Linked DNA regions of Mus musculus: all the other regions are linked to region 1. A link is a contact called in public Hi-C and HiChIP or PLAC-seq data. All regions are on one chromosome and are shown on one strand. The core of a region is the stretch at or near the end of the contact, and the rest is flanking DNA. Distances in the headings are between cores, read along the strand shown. Region 1 holds the start of St3gal1 (ST3 beta-galactoside alpha-2,3-sialyltransferase 1). Region 2 overlaps Tg (thyroglobulin). Region 3 has its middle 400 kb from the start of 1700012I11Rik. Region 4 overlaps Tg (thyroglobulin). Region 5 has its middle 320 kb from the start of 1700012I11Rik. Region 6 has its middle 290 kb from the start of 1700012I11Rik. Region 7 has its middle 260 kb from the start of 1700012I11Rik.

What was found. HiChIP or PLAC-seq counts read pairs in DNA pulled down with a chosen protein or histone mark. A called contact is a pair of places that touch in the nucleus more often than the background predicts.
Region 2: a contact with region 1 is called in an H3K4me3 HiChIP or PLAC-seq map of the SCID.adh cell line, with 9 read pairs. The contact joins the enhancer-like site here to the promoter of St3gal1 in region 1. A contact is called at or near these places in 5 of 115 datasets of contacts at active chromatin or transcription factors (the 230-238 cell line, the SCID.adh cell line, kidney and 2 more) and 1 of 9 other capture datasets (embryonic stem cells).
Region 3: a RAD21 HiChIP or PLAC-seq map of pro-B cells shows a contact between it and region 1, with 6 times the contacts expected there. The contact joins the enhancer-like site here to the promoter of St3gal1 in region 1. A contact is called at or near these places in 2 of 39 promoter capture datasets (the C10 cell line and hippocampal neurons), 2 of 15 datasets of contacts at CTCF or cohesin (large pre-B cells and pro-B cells), 7 of 484 Hi-C or Micro-C datasets (B cells, cerebral cortex, embryonic fibroblasts and 4 more), 16 of 115 datasets of contacts at active chromatin or transcription factors (the NIH/3T3 cell line, the SCID.adh cell line, T-cell acute lymphoblastic leukemia and 12 more) and 2 of 9 other capture datasets (macrophages and pancreatic islet).
Region 4: a Hi-C map of CD8 T cells shows a contact between it and region 1, with 2.2 times the contacts expected there. The contact joins the enhancer-like site here to the promoter of St3gal1 in region 1. A contact is called at or near these places in 3 of 484 Hi-C or Micro-C datasets (CD4 T cells, CD8 T cells and erythroblasts), 3 of 115 datasets of contacts at active chromatin or transcription factors (the SCID.adh cell line, embryonic stem cells and memory CD8 T cells) and 1 of 9 other capture datasets (adipose tissue).
Region 5: a Hi-C map of Th2 cells shows a contact between it and region 1, with 2.2 times the contacts expected there. The contact joins the enhancer-like site here to the promoter of St3gal1 in region 1. A contact is called at or near these places in 1 of 15 datasets of contacts at CTCF or cohesin (pro-B cells), 9 of 484 Hi-C or Micro-C datasets (Th2 cells, nephron progenitors and uterus), 16 of 115 datasets of contacts at active chromatin or transcription factors (the NIH/3T3 cell line, the SCID.adh cell line, Th2 cells and 12 more) and 1 of 9 other capture datasets (macrophages).
Region 6: a contact with region 1 is called in an H3K27ac HiChIP or PLAC-seq map of bone marrow-derived dendritic cells, with 6 times the contacts expected there. The contact joins the enhancer-like site here to the promoter of St3gal1 in region 1. A contact is called at or near these places in 1 of 39 promoter capture datasets (the C10 cell line), 1 of 15 datasets of contacts at CTCF or cohesin (pro-B cells), 3 of 484 Hi-C or Micro-C datasets (bone marrow-derived macrophages and nephron progenitors), 18 of 115 datasets of contacts at active chromatin or transcription factors (the NIH/3T3 cell line, the SCID.adh cell line, Th17 cells and 15 more) and 4 of 9 other capture datasets (adipose tissue, bone marrow-derived macrophages, embryonic stem cells and 1 more).
Region 7: an H3K4me3 HiChIP or PLAC-seq map of bone marrow-derived macrophages shows a contact between it and region 1, with 4 times the contacts expected there. The contact joins the enhancer-like site here to the promoter of St3gal1 in region 1. A contact is called at or near these places in 1 of 39 promoter capture datasets (the C10 cell line), 1 of 15 datasets of contacts at CTCF or cohesin (pro-B cells), 6 of 484 Hi-C or Micro-C datasets (bone marrow-derived macrophages, embryonic stem cells, granulocyte-monocyte progenitors and 3 more), 13 of 115 datasets of contacts at active chromatin or transcription factors (the NIH/3T3 cell line, the SCID.adh cell line, acute myeloid leukemia and 9 more) and 1 of 9 other capture datasets (liver).

What each region holds. Positions count from the first base shown.
Region 1 is chr15:67,175,626-67,178,137 of GRCm38.p6, forward strand. St3gal1 (ST3 beta-galactoside alpha-2,3-sialyltransferase 1) reads right to left here and starts at 1,257. Exons shown (of 9, transcript NM_009177.4): 1 at 1,007-1,257.
Region 2 is chr15:66,701,891-66,704,402 of GRCm38.p6, forward strand. All of the region lies in intron 20 of Tg (thyroglobulin), which reads left to right. Among named protein-coding and RNA genes, the nearest start is that of Tg, 32 kb to the left of the region's middle. Within about 2 kb of position 1,256, at least 6 of the 459 cell types and tissues checked have an H3K27ac peak or open chromatin away from gene starts, as enhancers often do. A contact at or near this core is called in the SCID.adh cell line, where this site is marked.
Region 3 is chr15:67,625,852-67,628,363 of GRCm38.p6, forward strand. No RefSeq gene overlaps it. Among named protein-coding and RNA genes, the nearest start is that of 1700012I11Rik, 400 kb to the left of the region's middle. Within about 2 kb of position 1,255, at least 2 of the 459 cell types and tissues checked have an H3K27ac peak or open chromatin away from gene starts, as enhancers often do. A contact at or near this core is called in pro-B cells, where this site is marked.
Region 4 is chr15:66,798,670-66,801,181 of GRCm38.p6, forward strand. The region is part of intron 41 of Tg (thyroglobulin); the gene reads left to right. The region is part of intron 3 of Sla (src-like adaptor); the gene reads right to left. Among named protein-coding and RNA genes, the nearest start is that of Sla, 32 kb to the right of the region's middle. Within about 2 kb of position 1,257, at least 28 of the 459 cell types and tissues checked have an H3K27ac peak or open chromatin away from gene starts, as enhancers often do. A contact at or near this core is called in CD8 T cells and the SCID.adh cell line, where this site is marked.
Region 5 is chr15:67,544,727-67,547,238 of GRCm38.p6, forward strand. No RefSeq gene overlaps it. Among named protein-coding and RNA genes, the nearest start is that of 1700012I11Rik, 320 kb to the left of the region's middle. Within about 2 kb of position 1,260, at least 3 of the 459 cell types and tissues checked have an H3K27ac peak or open chromatin away from gene starts, as enhancers often do. A contact at or near this core is called in Th2 cells and bone marrow-derived macrophages, where this site is marked.
Region 6 is chr15:67,513,012-67,515,523 of GRCm38.p6, forward strand. No RefSeq gene overlaps it. Among named protein-coding and RNA genes, the nearest start is that of 1700012I11Rik, 290 kb to the left of the region's middle. Within about 2 kb of position 1,255, at least 15 of the 459 cell types and tissues checked have an H3K27ac peak or open chromatin away from gene starts, as enhancers often do. A contact at or near this core is called in bone marrow-derived dendritic cells and bone marrow-derived macrophages, where this site is marked.
Region 7 is chr15:67,480,632-67,483,143 of GRCm38.p6, forward strand. No RefSeq gene overlaps it. Among named protein-coding and RNA genes, the nearest start is that of 1700012I11Rik, 260 kb to the left of the region's middle. Within about 2 kb of position 1,255, at least 42 of the 459 cell types and tissues checked have an H3K27ac peak or open chromatin away from gene starts, as enhancers often do. A contact at or near this core is called in acute myeloid leukemia, bone marrow-derived macrophages, granulocyte-monocyte progenitors and 1 more, where this site is marked.

The DNA.
Region 1 (2,512 bases), core at 7-2,506:
AAAGGTCCGAATCCCGAGCTAATAGTACTCCAACCAAGTCGCTTTGTCCGGTGTCACCATTGCCCACCCCGTGCACATATCAAAGCAGCAGACCATGCCCTGCGCAGGTCACACTACAGAGATGCAGACTTTGCTAACTTTTGTCCCATTATTTCTTGGCAGCTGCGGCGCCTAACGGGTTTGGAGCAGATTCCAAGTTTAGACTTTCCACCGCCACGCTCACTTTGACCACCCTCATCTACCCACTTTCTGACACACCGCTTTTTGCTGTGCTGTCCTAAGCTCCAACTTCTCCCCGAGATCCGAAACGGGGCGGTATTAGAGGTGTCCCGGGGACCAACAGCCTCCTCCCGGGTCCGCGCCTGCCCACAGCTGATCGGGAGACTCCATCCGGACACTGTCCAGACCTCTGGTCTGGAAAACCAACGCTTTCCAAGCGTCCCCAGTGTCCCAGCCCGAGACCTCCGCTTCTCTAGAGAGTGGGGACAATCTGCGCCTGATGGAGTCTCCTACCCGCGGCCCGGGCGGGGATCCACTGCGGTGCTGGGCGCAATGTCACCACGGCCGCTCCGGGAGCCACTGCTACAACTGCCATAGGCTCTTCACTGAGCTCCGGCAGGCTCCTCCAGTAAGTGCCAAAGAGCCTGGAGCCCCAGAGCTGGAGTCTCCTCCCTGACCCGCAGGTAGAAGACCACCGTGGCGGAGACAGAGATCTCTCTCCTTGTGTCTCCCTCTTGGCGCCTAGGGTCTTTGGTCCCATTTCTACTGTTACACCTTTCTAGTCCCTTTCCCACCCCTTCTGTGCCCGGGTCGGGACGATCACCTCAGTACTCAGAGAACACAAGCAACATTTCTCCAGCCCCAACTCGCGAGGGGGCGCCGTCCCTGGGGCACCGGGACAGGGACCAGCTGGGTGCGTACTTACCAAAGCCAGAGACACTCCGGACTTTGGGGGCACTGAAGAGGTTCAGAGAGGTATCTAAGGAGATGTGTTCAGGATACTTACCCAGCCAGCTCAAACCTCACGCTCCTTCTCTGCCTCCTCCTCTCTCCTCCCTCCGGTTTAGGGCTCTTTGTCTTTGCAAAGTGTCGAAAGTGTCTGGCATAGTGGGCTCCGCCGGCAGAGGTTAGCGCCGGAGAAAAGGGAGGCGGGGTGAGGATGGGAGCCGCCTCTGGAACACCTTCCCCCGGGTGTAACGGGAGTGAGAGGCGGGGCGTCCGGGGAGGAGTCGCTTTCGCCCGCCCGGTCCCAGCCGTGACTCCGGCGCGCCCAGCACGGCTCTTCGGCTCTAGGTTCCTCCCCTTCCTCCGCCCAGCGCCCGCCCCTTGGCGCTCGGGCGCCCCCCTCCGCCCCTCCTGCCGGCCTCAGCTCGGCTTTCCTCTAGCTTGGGGCTTCCTGCAAGCTCAATATAGCTCAGCCAAGCCACGTGGACAGCAGCGGGCTGGGTGGAGGCCGGACCCGTCTGAGAGACGCCGGAGGAGGCAGCGCGGGAACAATATCACTGCCTCAAGAGAGGGATCTGCGGGAACAGCTGGCGAGGCTAGGGAAGAACTCCCGAGAGGCTCGAAGCCCGTGGGGTCAACCCGAGGGACGAGGCGTTGGGCGTGCACCGAGAGGATGTGGCTGGCGGTGCCCAGAAGAGCCCCATTCAGGGTCGCAGTGGAGAGAGAGGGCGATCAGGCAAAGCCACCGCTTTTTCTGAGGGCGTGGGACTCGAGGTGGGATTTAGGTAGGCTTGGGGAGGGGCACCGCGGGGTTAGGGATTGCGGTGTCTGTGCAGCCAGGACTGGGAGCCGCAGAGCAGGTCACTATAAGCATCCACATCCCCGCCCTTCCCGTCTACTCCGCCGAGGGCCTTTCCTTTGCGGATGGATAGACAGCTTCGCAGACCAGCGCTAAGCAAAGGCTGATAGTGGGAATCAGAGTTAGAAAGGTCCCCAAGGCAGCCTGGGGATGGGGATTTGGTTTAGGTTAGGGTAGAAGTTTTTCTGTTTTAATAGGGAAGTGAGGGTACGGAATTTAACGTGTGTGGGTCGTAGATCATAAATGGTGGATTTAAAAGGCATTTCTAAGATCTGGTTTGTCAGTGGGTATCCTCTCACTGGAACTATCTCATCTACAACTTTTCCGTGGAATGTTAAGAGGAAAGACGGTGTGCGCAGGAGTCTCTCCGTTTTCAGTTCTGGAGACTTCTGGGGACAAGCCTTTGCAGTGGGGGAGGCCAGAGCTGCCTGGCTGTTTACTCACTAGAATGAGGCTGTAATGTTGGGGCGAATTTGCGGCACTTCTCCATTACGGTGTGATCTTGGGCTCTTTGGGCCATATCCACTGTTTCCTAGGTTTGTGTTTCCACGTACTCCCTTGCAAAGGGCCCTGGTCCCAGCGTTCGTTTGCTTGGGTTGTTGTACTGAGCAAGTGGATACAGGGCTCTTGAAACTGCCCTTGGCATCTAAGAGCTCACTCAATCCAAGCCAGCTTGTGGAAGGAGGAAGGAGTGGGTTTCAACTCTGC
Region 2 (2,512 bases), core at 6-2,505, 470 kb before region 1:
GGTATAAAGTGCTGTTTAAGGCAGGCAGAGATACATGTTAGTGCAGCAGGTGCTGTGTGGGGTCTGAAAAAGTGAGCAGGAATTGGTGTTAAGATAGGCAGATGGGATCAGGCTCTCTGTCTCTGTCTTTTTCTCTCTGTCTGTCTCTGTCTGTCTCTGTCTGTCTCTGTCTCTCTGTCTCTCTGTCTCTCTGTCTCTCTGTCTCTCTGTCTCTGTCTCTGTCTCTCTCTCTCTCTCTCTCTCTCTCTCTCTCTCTCTGTGTGTGTGTGTGTGTGTGTGTGTGTGCATTTATGTGTTAGGAGCACCAAAATGAAGGCTATTGCAGAAACTGGATGGAATAGTAAAAAAGCAATGAGTGTAAAAGCCCACTGGCTTTATGAGACAATGCCATGATTTCTATTGCTGAATAGAGTCTGTAGGGGAACATGGCAGGAGGTGACCCATCAAGAAAGATAGGATTCTGAGAAGTATAGACACAAGTTTGAACCATCAACAGAGCACCACAGAAGAATTTTGAGCTGGAGAGTGACAGAACCAGAAAGACTTGACAGGACTTATATGAACTTCTTAAAAGGTGAAGTATTCTGATGTCTCCCAAAGATACTTTTCCTCTTTGCAAAAGTATGACCTGTCACTGCTGGGGTTGAAAGAAAGATTGGCGGGAAGAACAACAAAACTCAAAGCCTTGAAAGCTCTAAACTCAAATGATCAACTCTTGTATTAAATAGAGGAGGCACTTGTCACAGCTATTAGTAATTCTGGCTGGTGGATTGGAAGGTGAAAGTGAGCATGCAGGGGCCGTGGAACACGTACACTTTCTGGTCTTGAGAGGAGCCACGTGCTCAGGAAAGGATGATGGTCATCAAGGTGCTGCCTCATTATAATCTACAAAAGTACCCTTTAGATGGAAAATCTCTTTACATCAGGGGCAGTCACAGTGGTGAAGGAGCATGCGTAACTTCTCAGACTGACAGGAGCCTGTGGTTTGATAGCATCTCTCCAGGTCTCACTTTCCTGTCTTCATCGGGACTCTGAATAAAGATAGCAGAGCCGATTACATTGGCCAGGAAGCATTAGTTTCCTTTGGCCCCAAATTTACAGATACTTACTTGAAAAAAAAAATTGTCCCAACCAATCATTATCAATCTGACTCAAAGAAGTAGTGGAACTGGTGCTCAGAGAAGGATACTCACTGATAGCGTAGACTGGAAAGTACTACACAGTTTCCAAGATGTGGCTGAGTTTCTGATTTACTCTGAGATAGCAAGAATGCATGCAGACCAAGGATAGTAACTCCCAGAGCATTGGCTCCATCTCACTGTGTTCCACCTTGCTGTGGTGACTTTTTTTTATCTTGCTGCTAAGTCAGAAAAGATGCCCTTCTCATAGGGCTGTGAGACAACACATGAAAACAGCTGGTGCTGTGCCTGCCACATGTCATAATTTCACCCTCTCCCCTTCCAGGAGAGTGCTGTAGCAAGTGATGGCTGAGCACTCCAGGCCCAACCTTCTCACCAGTAAGATGGGAATAGATACTCATTCTTAGTGGTAATCATAGAGGAATTTAAGTCCACCAATTTTGCTACTCTGGCAAGGGACCACATCCAAAGGTCTAGGCTGTGTGATCTGGCTTGAATGCCTACATGTCTTTACTGCATAGCTTCAATCCCAAACAATGAAGGTAAAGTTAGTTTGTATAAGGATCTCCCATTTTATAGGGTAAAACTCAGTTGTTGAAATTATTTGACAAATTATTATGACTACAACCGTGACTAAGAAGGGAAAGGGAATAGATCCTCTATGTTTTTCAGAGCCAACAGAGTCAGGGTGACCAATTCATGCATTGCTCTACAATGGATCTCCTGAGGGCTTTAATTTTAATACCTTGTAAGATATATATCTTTGTAGTTGGAATTCTGGTTTCCTAGAATCCCACTGCCCAATTAACGTGTATACCCAGTAAATACCTATTATTTTTACTTTTAGTGAAGTCCTTCCTTGTAGCCACAATCAACAAGAGAAATTAGAAGGGACTGAAGATGTTAGAGCAACAGAAAGCACTTGATACCAGCAGATCAGCAGTGTAACAGTAAGATGCTGACATCCAGCAGGGCAGTGGTGGTGCATGCCTTTAATCCCAGCACTTGGGAGGCAGAGGCAGGTGAATTTCTGAGTTCGAGGCCAGCCTGGTCTACAGAGAGAGTTCCAGGACAGGCAAGACTACACAGAGAAACCATGTCTTGGAAAAAATAAAATGAAATAAAATAAAATAAAATAAAATAAAATAAAATAAACTATGCTGACATTTAGCATGACAAATTAATGAGAGATTTTATCCTCAGAATTTGGGCTTTCTGAGTCAATTAGAAACCAAAAGGTCCAATAGCAAGAACCACTTTTAATGTAGTCTGCTGGGTGCTTAATTTGCCCATCCTTGTCCAGTATAAGTAGCACTGTTAGTGACTGACCCACAGGGACATTGGCCATAGCAGTCAAATGAGATGGCACTAAG
Region 3 (2,512 bases), core at 5-2,504, 450 kb after region 1:
CAATGAATAATTTTTTACATCAGTCTCTTCTCTGGAGAGATAGGTACACTAGATTTTCTGGCTGGCACCCTACTTGGCCAATCTATTCATGGATAATTTTCTCCTACTAGTTTCTCCCTAGTGAGAAAGCAATGTGCCCTGCATGAAAAACCAAGAGACAGTAAAGCCATCGGAACCTCCAGGTGCTAAGAATAGCACTATTTACCCAGAAGATTGAATTTAGAATTGGAATTCTATCTAATTTTCTACAGGAAACCCTAAGCTGACCTGCCCTCTGAATCAGTGGCTGGTTTTGTTTTTACACAATATCTCACCCACCACAGTGTGAGTGTATTATGGCATTCTTTCTGAGGAAGACTGCCTCAGAGGATGGCTGGAGAGAAGGAATGGAAGATATGAGAAACTCAATCAGCAATAATTATGACAACATTCTTTCATCAGTGCTTTCTACATGTCCCATGTTGTCATAGAGGTTCAAATTCATGATCACAATCTCACAGCTCCTTGAGTGTGGATTAGCCCCATCATACAGTCTAACTTGCTCACAAAAAGTATAACTAGCCCAGAGCTAATCACTTCAGCAACTCATATGAAGTGGGGTTTCTTCATTGTTGTGGTCTTCTGTCTGTCTGACACCAGAATGCCAGCTTCTTTCTCAGTTTAATGCTGTTCAGTGGTAGAACTGTCAAGGCTGGTGCTAGAAGGAGCAACAAAGTCAGACATAGTGCTGTTTATTTGAGAGTCAGTAGGAAAAACACAATAAGGGTGGGAAGCTGTTTCTTGCTTTTCTTTTTCTTTTTAAACATTTAATTAATTATTTTATTTATTTACATTCCATCCATTTCCCCACTCCCAGTACCCCCTCCCATAGTTCCTCATCCCATTCCTCCTCCTCCTTGCCTCCAGGAGAGCTTCCCTCACAAACCCCCATTTCACTGGGGCCTCAAGTCTCTCAAAAATTAGGCATAACTTCTCTCACTGAGGCTAGAACAGGCTGTCCTCTGCTATATATGTGCTGGGGGCCTCAGCCCCCGTATGCTGCCTGGTTGGTGACTCAGTCTTTGGGAGCTCCCAGGGCTATTTGAGACTGCTGGTCTTCTTATGGAGTTGCCCTCCCCTTTATCTCCTTTAATCCTTTCCCTAATTCCTCCATAGGATTCCCCAACTTCAGTCCAATGGTTGGGTGTAAGTATCTGCAGCTGTCTCAGTCAGCTGCTTGGTAGGGCCTCTCAGGGGACAGCCATGCTAGGCTCCTGTCTGTAACCACATCCTAACATCAATAATAATGTCAGGCCTTGGTACCCTGCCACGAGATGGAGCTCAGGTTGTGCCGTTCATTGGACTCTTTCCTTCAGTCTCTTCATTTTTGTTCCTGCAGTTCCAGGGACAATTCTGGGTCAGAAATTTTGACTGTGTGTTGGTACCCTGTCCCTTCACTTGGGACCCTGTCTATCTACTAGAGGTGGTCTCTTCCAGTTCCCTTTCCCCACTGTTGGGCATTTTGGCTAAGGTCACCCCCATTCAGACCTGGGAGTCTCACTCATCCCAGGTCTCTTGGACTTTCTAGAGGTCTATCTCTACCTCCCACTTCCTGAAGCTGCATATTTCCATTCCTTCTCCTGGCCCTCTGTGCTCCTCTCCTGTTCCCCACCCCCATACCTAATCCTGTTTCCCTTTCCCCTCCCCCTCCCCTTTTCCACTCATATCCCTCCCTCCCTCTTACTCCCTTGGTTAATTTGTTGCCCCTTCTAAGTGGGATTGAAGCATCCTCACTTGGGCCTTCCTTCTTGTTAAACTTCTTGTGGTTTGTGGGTTACATCCTGGGTATTCTGTACTTTTGAGCCAATATACACTTATTAGTGAGTATATACCATGCATGTCCTTTTTGGTCTGGGTTACCTCAGTAAGGATGATATTTTCAAGTTCCACCCATTTGTCTGCAAAATTCATGATTTAATATCTGAATAGTACTCCATTATGTAAATGAGCCATATTTTCTGTACCTATTCTTTCACTGAGGGACATCCGGGTTGTTTCCAGCTTCTAGCTATTATTAATTAGTCTGCTATGAGCATAGTGGAGCAGTGGAGCACACGTCCTTGTGGTATGATGGAGCCAAGGAGTCGTATAGCTGGGTCTTCAGGTAGAACTAATTCCAGTTTTCTGAGGAACTGCCAGATTGATTTTCAGAGTGGTTGTACCAGTGTGTAATTCTATCAGCAATGGAGTAATGTTCCTCTTTCTCCTTTCTGGTCATCCTTACCAGCAGGTTCTGTCAATTGGGTTTTTGATCTGAGCCATTCTGATTGGTATAAAGTGGAATCTCTGGGTTATTTTGATTTGCATTTCTCTGATGACTAAGGATGTCGAACTTTTCTTTAAAAGTGCTTCTTGGTCATTCAGGATTCCTCTTTTGAGAAATCTCTGTTTAGCTCTGTTCTCCATTTTTATATTGGGTTATTTGGTTTCTTTGAAGGTTGCTTTCTTGAGTTCTTTATATATTTTGGATATT
Region 4 (2,512 bases), core at 7-2,506, 380 kb before region 1:
TCACCTTTAGGCCTGACTTTCAGTAAGTTTATCAGTAAGCAAAGCAGCACATATGAACATAGCCAACCAGATGGAGCTGCAGGCTGGCTTGGAGGAAGGCCTACGAAGTTCTGCTGATGCATGGAAGCCAGGTCTGTGGGTCCTACCATCTACAGGTATGGATTTGATAGGTTACCTACTTGTATTTTATATTCTTTAAGGGTAAAATGACTCAGAAGTCAAATATCCTTCCACTTAAAGCCACCCCATGCTCCAGGAATGGGTTAGTGATATAGAAATGAGGACCTAAGCTAAGATCTGACTGGTACTTCATTTATAAGTTCTTGCAATGGCCCAAGAGTTTTTGTGTCATTGAATCTGTTAACTGGGCATAATTCCTTACTCCTGGCATATCCTCTCTCTGAGCACAGTCTACCCTGGGATTATGATGGAGTTCTTTTGTTTTTGTTTTTGTTTTTTAAAGACAGGGGAGGACTCTGACCACTACACTCAGTTAATCTGCTTGTTTCTCCTCTCACATCCCTGATGAGCTGGAGGACATTAGGCATGGCCTATGACATGCCCTCAGTTTCCTCGACTGCAAATTGAAGAGTGTGATAGTGATAATGTGGTTGGACTATTATAAAAATTAGGAGCTGCTTTGAAGGAATTTTCACGTGAGATGCTATTCTTATGTGATATGCATATGTATATCCAATGGCTCACATCATATGCATAAAGCTCTTAGAGCCATGTGTGGCACACCTCAGGCACCAAGCCACACTACAATTATCACTGTCATAAAAATGAGAACTGAGGAGACACCATGATGACCTGGCTAGTCAGCTCGTGATTGTCTTAGATATGAAAGCACAACTAGCACTGGCCTGGGATCTGCTAGCTTTAGGGGCGTAAGACCTTCCAGGGCCTGGTTGGAAACACAGCTCGCTGATATCCACCTTCCACCCGCCATCACAGTTCTGCTGGGCCTTCAGATTTACTTGTTTCCTTCCTCTCCTTACCTTGCTCAGTCCTGTTTTTCACGGGTATCAACTCTGCAAGGGCATGTTGACTGGGTGTGATTTGATTTGTACCTGGGCACAGTGGCATGGGTTCTGAGCACAGCTGGTTTGCATGGTCAATTCAGACATGAGGTGTCACTGTAGGTCACAGTAATGCAGATGGAAGAAACCAATCGGCAGGAGTGGGGGAGGGGACTATTACAGCAGAGTAACTAGGTTGTCTTTATTGGGTGGAAATGTGTTTCCCCAACATCCTGGGAGGCCCCCGGTTTTTAATTAATTCTGTGCTGTATGCATGTGGCCCTCCCTGAGGAGGTGTCTGAAGTTTGTGTGGACTGGAAAATTCACTATTTGCAATTCTGTGAGAAAGTTCCTGGGGTTGCCAGTTCCACTGCATTCATACTTGAGGGATGTTCACACTTGAGGGAAGCTCACACTTGAGGGATGGTTATATAGATACAATCTACTGAGGTTAGCAGACCTCAAGTGGATCTCAAAGTGTTCCCACCCTACAACCAGGTCACTGCTCTTTGCTCTACTGTGGTGGCACAAGATCAAGGTTAAGTCCCTTAGGAAAGCCATAGAAGACTGGGGGTACTTCCCCAAGGTCACACAGCTTCTAAAGGACACCACTTGGGGGTCTTTTTCCTCTGAAATGTACACTATTCCCAACAGATTGACTACTTCTTTATGACATTAGTTCCTAGGAATCACCCTGATGAAGAACATACATGCCCAGGCATTCACTGTCCTGGCATGCTGAAGAAGGAGCTCTTAAAGGCCAAGAGAATTCTTTTGTCTTGAGATTCATAGGGCAGAACCTCCTGCCCTGAGCTTTTTGTCACCCAGGCTATCAGAGGAAGCCTCAGCAATTCAGGCAATGCCTGATTCGAGTCAATTAGAGTAGCAGTGACCTGGCAACTTCTCCCTCATTCAAATAGGTATGTGAAGAAAGATGAAGTAGAATCAGACCTGACAACAGAGGAAGCTTTTCAGGGTGGGACAATTGTGCGACTATCTGGAGTATACCCTGGTACAGGCCGGAGAAATTTTTCTAAACCAGCAGTCAGAGGGAGACCCCTGAACCTCCTTCTCAGATGCAGCCTCTTGCCCACATAGTGGAAAAAGAAAAAATTTTACTTTATGTCAATTAGCATTTTAAAAGTAAAAGCAAATGGGCAAGTCTTTTGAGGTTTGTTTTCATTAGACTTGCTCAAGCATAAAGGCCCTTCTGCCCCAGACTGTATTCCTAAAATTCAGAGAGAGAGGAAGGGAGGGAGGGAGGGAGAGGTGGAGGGAGAAAGGAGGAGAGAGAAAGGGAGGAAGGGAGGAAAGTTGGAAGCCTATGCTTTTCATGTAGGAAAACTACAGTGTATACAGATAGACAAACCGGAAGTCATGAGCTGAGGAGCGCTGAACTCCCTCTGCCTCCTCTCAGAGGCCTTGCTCTCAGTTCATGGCTCTTTCAAGAACACATGCACACAGGATTTGAGATTTTAAACTTTACAGTG
Region 5 (2,512 bases), core at 10-2,509, 370 kb after region 1:
CCTCCTACCTGTGTACATAGTGCTGATTTTGCTACCTGAATGGATGCCATACCCTACTTTTTAGCCTAAAAAACATCTTACTTACTCTTCAAGGTCCCATGCTAACTTTCCAAGGAAGAGTTAAGTCTTCGCTATAGAGCTTCTGTAACACCTTATAACATACAGCTTTATTATAGAAAGTGTTTGACAACGCTACTAAAATGCAGTCTTTCAGGATAGGAACACTATTTCTATTTGACAGTCAACAAATATTGATTGAGCTCTTGGCATGTGCCAAGGTTTGCTCTAAGCATTGGAGATAGAGTCCAAACAGATACAGTTCTTATGCTTATGGGTCTTATCATTGAGCAAGTGCAGTGATAGTCACTATAATGTGTCAGGACCCAAGACTGAGACCAAAAGCAAACCTTCTTACTCCTTAGACCACAACTGAATTTAGGCACAGACTTAAGCCCTGAGCCAACTTCAAATTCTCCAATATACTTGTAGGCCATGCCTACTAAAAGGGAAACTGGCACATAGTAGGTATTAAAAAATATATGCTCAAGGGAATAATAATGGTCTGTTACTGTTTTAAATAATAAACATGATTATCACAATTTTAATCCTTAGTGTGATTCTTCTCATTTAACTCACAATTATACTGCATATGCCATAATTATTATTTTCATGTTATAGATGAGAACGTTGAAACTGAGAAAAGCTAAATCATTTACATAATGGACATTTCCAAGAAGAGATAAAGCTGAGATCTGAATCCAACTATTTTGACTCCAAGGTTCCAGCTCTCAGATGTACATTATTGGATAAGAAGGAAATTTTTGTATACTAACTTTCTGCTGGCATGAAAATAATTGTGTTGCATTGGAATATATCTAAGATAAGTAAGTAGTATTTTCTCCATTTACTACAGAATGATGGAATTGCAACTAAGATGTAAAAGTATTTTTACCAGAAATTATGAAGTACATAAAGAGAAGGGTTAAGATTTCAACCAAGCTTTGTTCTACCACCTCATAAAAGTTAGCTTTTGTTTACTGTGGTCCAAGTAAGTAACTGATGGAGAAAGAGATATTTTACTCATAACTTTATAAGCATCAGCCCAGATTTGTTGGGTTTTGTGTCCTTGAACAGGATATTGTGGCAAAAAGAACAGAAGAGAACTGTTTAGTTTCTCGTCAATCAAGAAGACGATAGTACGATGGGGGATCAACCAAAGATAATAGAACCCTCTTCCTGTAAGTGAGTCACCTTTTTCATCTCTCTCTATCTCCTAAGTTTCCGAAGTCTTACGAAATACTGTCTAATCACGAGCCTTTGGGGGAGGGTATTTCATATTCAAATTATAGCATACCTTTCTCCAGTTTCCTCTCCCCCCCCCACCATAGTACTTTTATTGATTACTTGGCAATTTAACATAATTCTCCAGGACCACATTCACTTCCCAGTCTTTCTAGCCCTGTACCCTTCCTTTTGACCTCCCCTACTCAAAAAAAAAAAAAAATAGATTAGAAAACCAAGTCCAATTTGTGTTGCCCACATATTCACTGGAGCATGGTCAAATTCACAGTGGCCAGCTAAAGAAAACTGAGTCTTTTCCCCACCCCTAACCCCAGCAGAAGCCATCAATGGTGAAGAGCATCCTGATTAAAACTTTTAATAGTTCAATGGCTTTCTGTCTAGACTTGCTCTTTTGTGGAGGATAGAGGTGGTGATGGAGAAGTTGTCACAGAAGCCTTATAAATTTGTCATTCTCAATAGCCAACCTACCAGATGGTTGCTGAGATAATGATGACAGTCAAGAGAGTAGGAAGGTGACAGAAGTAGCAGCAGAGGAAGCTGAAGTAGAAGCAGAAGTAGAGGAGGAAGACAAAGAGTAGGGGGAGGGGAGGAGGAGGAAGGAGAGGAGGAGGGAGAAGAGGAGAGAGAATGCAAGCTTTGCTTTCCTGAGGCCTTCCTCCTCCTTCAGACTTGGATTAATAGAATAATGTAGAATTTAAAGACAGTCAACTCTGCATGAACACCCTGGAGCAAATTCCCTTATCCTTATTACTCTTACTATCTATGTGTCACTTTGCATTTATACAACAATTGTTGGTAACATTGTCTGATCAGAAGCCGGATCCATTACCCTGTTTAAACACAAAGCTGCACACAGTTGGAAATGTTTCAGAAAATGACCCATACTGCATAGGATTTTGTTTTTACAGGAAAATTACAAGTTGTACTTGCAGGTTTTAAATTTAGGATTTTTTTCTCCTTTCATATAAATGGAAATATTATTGAACTATTGTTAAATGCTCCAAAGGGCATGAGAGTAGAGAAATGAGTAAAGAGGGGGAGGCGCAGGCTGACATTTATGCTGATTCAGCTCAGAGCTGCAAGATGAAAGGAAGGAGCCTGAGCTGTCTCACAGGATTCCATACCAATCATGTTAATTGGAAACTGGAAGGAGGAAATGGTCACAATCAACAGATTTATCACCCAAAGGGCAGAGGAGTTCATAAATTTA
Region 6 (2,512 bases), core at 5-2,504, 340 kb after region 1:
ATTGGAAGATGTTATTAAAATATCAGTCCAGAAAGGCACCAATACTGTTGAAATCTCACCCCTTCTATTCTTCATGTCATTTCTGAGATACACAACCTTTTAAAAAAATTACTAGTTCCTTTTCAAAAATTTATTTCATTTAATATGCCAATAAATTGGTCATTATGTCTACCCTAATGCATTAACGTAGCATAACAGTATGGGGTAAATTATAAATTGTTTAATAGTAAGATTTATTGTTAATTTCCCATGACATTGGTAGAAAAAATTCAGACCACGTGTTTACTCTTGGTCCCTAGAATGATAGAATAAAGAATAGCTTGGAAGAGTAGGTACATTTCAAATAATATGAACCAAGTTTAGGAAATTTCTCAAATTATTAGTGTGTGTCCATGTGTGGGTATGCATGTGCATGTGTGTGTGTATGTATGTGTGTGTGAGTGTGCATGTGAGTATGTGTATATGTGTGTGTGTGTGCATGTAAGTATTCGTGTGTTTGCATGTAAGTATTCGTGTGTTTGAGTGTGTGTGTATGCAGGTGAATATACCTGTTAGTGTGTATTTGTGTTTAGTGCATCAGTGTTTGGCATGATGTATGTGTGTATGTGTTGTGTATGTGTATGTGTGTGCAGATGCACATATGAAAGTCAGACAACTTTTTAAAAAAATTATGCTTATTTATATCCCATACAACTTTTGAGAGAAAGTTCTCTGCTTCTATCTTGTAGGATCCTGGCACTAAAATCAGGTTGCCAAGCCTGTGCACAAGCATCTTTACCCACTGAGCATCTTAAAGGCACAGTTTAGCAGATTCTTTTTTTCTAAAACTCCATTGTGTACCAAGCAATTTTTCACCATCTCTTATATCACCAGCCATGACTAAGCTGCCCAGTGACCCACTTTCTCCATCTAGGCCTCACTTCCCAAGGTTTCTAGGATTTTCCCCAAATAGTGCCACCCTCTGGAGTCCAAGCACCCAAAACATGAACTGGGGTGAGGAGCATTTTAAATTTAAACCATAATACTGTGGTTGAGTCAACAGCCCCATAAGCCTAAGACTTAGATTTTCCACAAAGTAAGAAACAGCCACAGGCCATGAATTCCTTGAACATCATGGAAATCTTTTGATAAGAAATGCCCATTTACATGTCTTAAACCCAACTTTCTCAGATTCTTGTTGACAACTTCTAGGTTTCCCATTTTTCAGTTTCTGCTACTAAAAATGACTCACATGACTTAACGATGCTGACTTTCCCTCCCCCTGCTTCCTTATTTCTTCTCAGCAGAAATTCTGCCCCAAGCTAAAAGGAACAGGGAGAGCACATGACCCTGCACTTTAAACAAGTAAGAATTAAATATTTATTAAATGCCAGCTCTACACTTAAGCACTTTCCCTACACCATTCCAAATATTCTCCACAATTATGCAAATCAAATCAAATTGCTCTTACATTTAAAGATGATCATGGAAACCGAGGGCAAAATAAAAATTGGTATTCTCTTTCACACATCCAGGGTAAGTAGGCACAAGATTCCCCCCCATGTGTATCCTTTCAGAACACCTTTTCCTCTCCAATGTGATAGGCCTGCTTGAATCTTACATGAGGCCAACTAAATGTCAGATCAGCAAGATGCTAGGAACACCTGGGCTCCACAGAGAGAAGATGTTTGGGCTCAGGATGGAGATCCACTAGGGGAAAATGTCTGGGCTCCACTGGGGAAAATGCCTAGGTTGCATTGGGAGGTGATGCCTGAGGGTCCCTGAAATATATGCCTAGACTCTACTGGGTGAAGATGCCGGAGTTCCACTAGGAGAGATATCTGGCTCCACTGGGAGGAGATACAACGGCTCTGTTGCGAAGGTATGTTTGAGATCCACTTGGAGAGATGCCTGGACTGACTGGGAAAGGATTCCTGGGCTCTACTGGAGGAGGATGCTTGTCATCCACTAGGAGATAACATCGTTTCTTTGAAAAACAAACAAACAAACAAACAAACAAACAAACAACAACACATACTGTGTCAGCTGCAAAAAAAAAATCTTCCACAACACTGTAACATTAGCTATGCATATGTACAGTGTCCAACTTGACAGTTGCTCAATTTGTTAGATGAACGGGCTCATTCAAATACCATTGGTCATACACAGTGGGGGACTGATATGCTAAGCTCTCTACAGAGGGGTTTACAAGGGACTTTTCTTATCATCAATGTGTCATGACTGACGCTTGTTAGTAAGATCAGAAGCCTATGCTCAAGTACCTTTGGCTCTCTGAGAAAGCCGGTCTGGGAAACCAAGGGGCCATTATGGCCAATCACTGTCTTATCCAGCAACATAAACTGGGAATTGTTTCCCATGTGCTGTTCATGACAACTTATGGTTGGCCACCTGTCTCTGTTTTATTGCCTATTAATCTTTAATATTATACTAGCTGGCAGCATAAAGCCACCATTTGGAAGCCCCAGTACGTTAAAGAACAATAGCCCTATAGACCCTGCCAATTCCAATTTCT
Region 7 (2,512 bases), core at 5-2,504, 310 kb after region 1:
CTTCATCTCCTCCCAGCTTCCTCTCTCCCCCAGATCCACTCCTCCTCTGCTTCCCCCCAGAAAAGAGCAGGCCTTGCCTAAATATCAACCTAACATGGCATATCAAGTTACAATAAGACTAGGCACCTCCCCTCGTATTAAGGCTGAATGAGGCAACCCAGTGGGAGGAAAGGGTCACAAAAGCAAGGTCAAGAGACATAGACAGCCTCTGCTTCCATTATCAGGAGTCCAATAGCACACCAAGCTACACAACCATAACATATATGAATATGACCTAGGTCAGACCCTTGCAGGGCCCCTGATTGAGACCCTATGAACTCTGGTTAGTTGCTTCGGTGGGTTTTCTTGTGGTGTCTCTGAACTGTCTGGCCCCTACAGTCATGAGAAAGAAGAATGTCTGGTTTGAATGAAGATATGGGGGCACAGCTGTCACTATGTTACTCTCTGTTACTCCTGCCTCTCAGTAGCCATGAGGAAAGAGGTATTTTTGTGAAGACAGATGAAATGACGCCATTCGCATTACAGTTCTTGTTTCTGCCACTCCTTTTGATATTAACCTGCATTTGACTTTAACTTTTCTGCCACGGCCTCTGGGCCTCAGGATGGTATGGTTTTTTTGCTGGGTCTTGAGCAGAGAAAGATATAAGGAAAGTAGCATTTAAGAGTTTCTGGATTTCTTTTGGGAAATTTAATCAAGGTGCTCCACCCTCTGTGGTACAGAGGTTGAGATGGAAGAAGGTAGGTGGAAGATTGTGGCAAGGAGTAAATACACTGATGATGACTGGGAAACGTGGAAAGCAAGAAGGGGAATACTTCCCTTGTTCATACTTGTAAATACTATGTATATAAGTACTTATCTTTGGAGTTCTACTTACTACACGAAGATATTCAGATGATTTGAGACCATACTTGTCCTATTTACTTGACAGAATGCTTCTCTGGGTTCAGTGTGAGTAAACTTTCAGAAGGCAGTGAGTCAAGTGATAAAGCCAAGGCTGACACACTTAAGCATAGACACTGCCTGAATACCTCCCTGCCCTGTTCCATACAGTGTGAAAACAGATGGTGCTCAGAAAGGCTATTGCAAGCTATTTTATTGCTCCATCCATGCTTATTACATTGGAAGTGGCTCTTCTGTCTGGCTGACTTTTGGCCCTCCTCCGGAAGTTCTGTGCCAGTTTCATTGCTTCTACAGTTTAGGCCAAGTGACATGTAGGGTGTACCCTGGAAACTACTCCCAACTTCCTCAGAAAAACACTTCACTTTCAGAATGACTAAGGCAGCACCCGAGGTGCCATGGTCTGAATATGTGTGTCCTCTGTGGTAGTTATGTTGCAACTGAATCTCTAGTCCATCAGTACTGGGGGTGGAGCTTTAGGCAGGGATTAGGCAATGAAGGCCCTACACTCAGTGATGAGTTTAGCACCTTCTTAAAATGACTGGAGGGAATTATCTATACTCTTTGCCCATTTGTTTCTTTTGTCATATGAGGAGACATCCATTCCCACTGGAGAATGTACAAGAGAATCTAGGAAGTAGCCAAATTGGAAGCAGAGATTGGGTTATTGGCAGACAAAGAACCCAGTGGAACTTTCACTTTGACTTTCCAACCTCCAAAATGTCAAATAATATATTTTTATGGTGTATACTACACTTGTTATCCAGTCTCGGATATTTTAATAAAGAAATGAATTGACCAATACAATGGCCTTTAGTGCTAAGAAATAGCAGTGTCCTTTGCCTCGAAGGAAAGGGGTATAGGTCCCATTTTCTAGCATCCAGGACCTCTGATGGTAATACAGTCTCCAAAGAGATGTACTAAGAACTGTGTCTCTGTTTTGTACAAAGAACTTCCATGAGAGTCAAGCCTGATAAAGCTGTTTCCAAACTCCCTGATTTTTGTAGACTAATGTTTCACATCTTACTGACACCTAGGAGGCAAATCAAATTCTGACCCAGAGATGACTGTGGTAAAAATATCTCCACAGGATTGTTGGACTAATCTACACGAGGCTATACTACCCAAATCCGAGGTATATAGAGCAGCCTAAATTCCATGGACTTGTTGGATCTTTGAATGAGTATCTTCTTATATTTACTCATTGAGCTCTCCAGTGTCCCATGTCCTAGGCTTGGAGAAGAGAGAATACTAGAGTTAAGTTTCTTATTTTATGCAATTTACATTCTAAAGGAAAAAGAGACATTAACCTAGCTAGCAAATAATTGTAGTTAGTCCTCCATTTTTAGATGTTCCACATTCCTAGATTCAACCAATCATATGCCGAAAATATTTAGGAAAATTTTTGTACTGAAAGTGCACACTCTCCTATCATATTCTTTAAATTAGTTACAATATAGCAACTAATTGTAGAGTGTTTCATTTCAGTAGATAGCATAGGTAATCAAGAGATGATTTCAAATCTTCAGGAAAGTGTGCATAGGAGTTACACCTGAGTACTATGCTAATTAATATGAGAGACTTAAACATCTGAAGATTTCAGCATCCATTGTG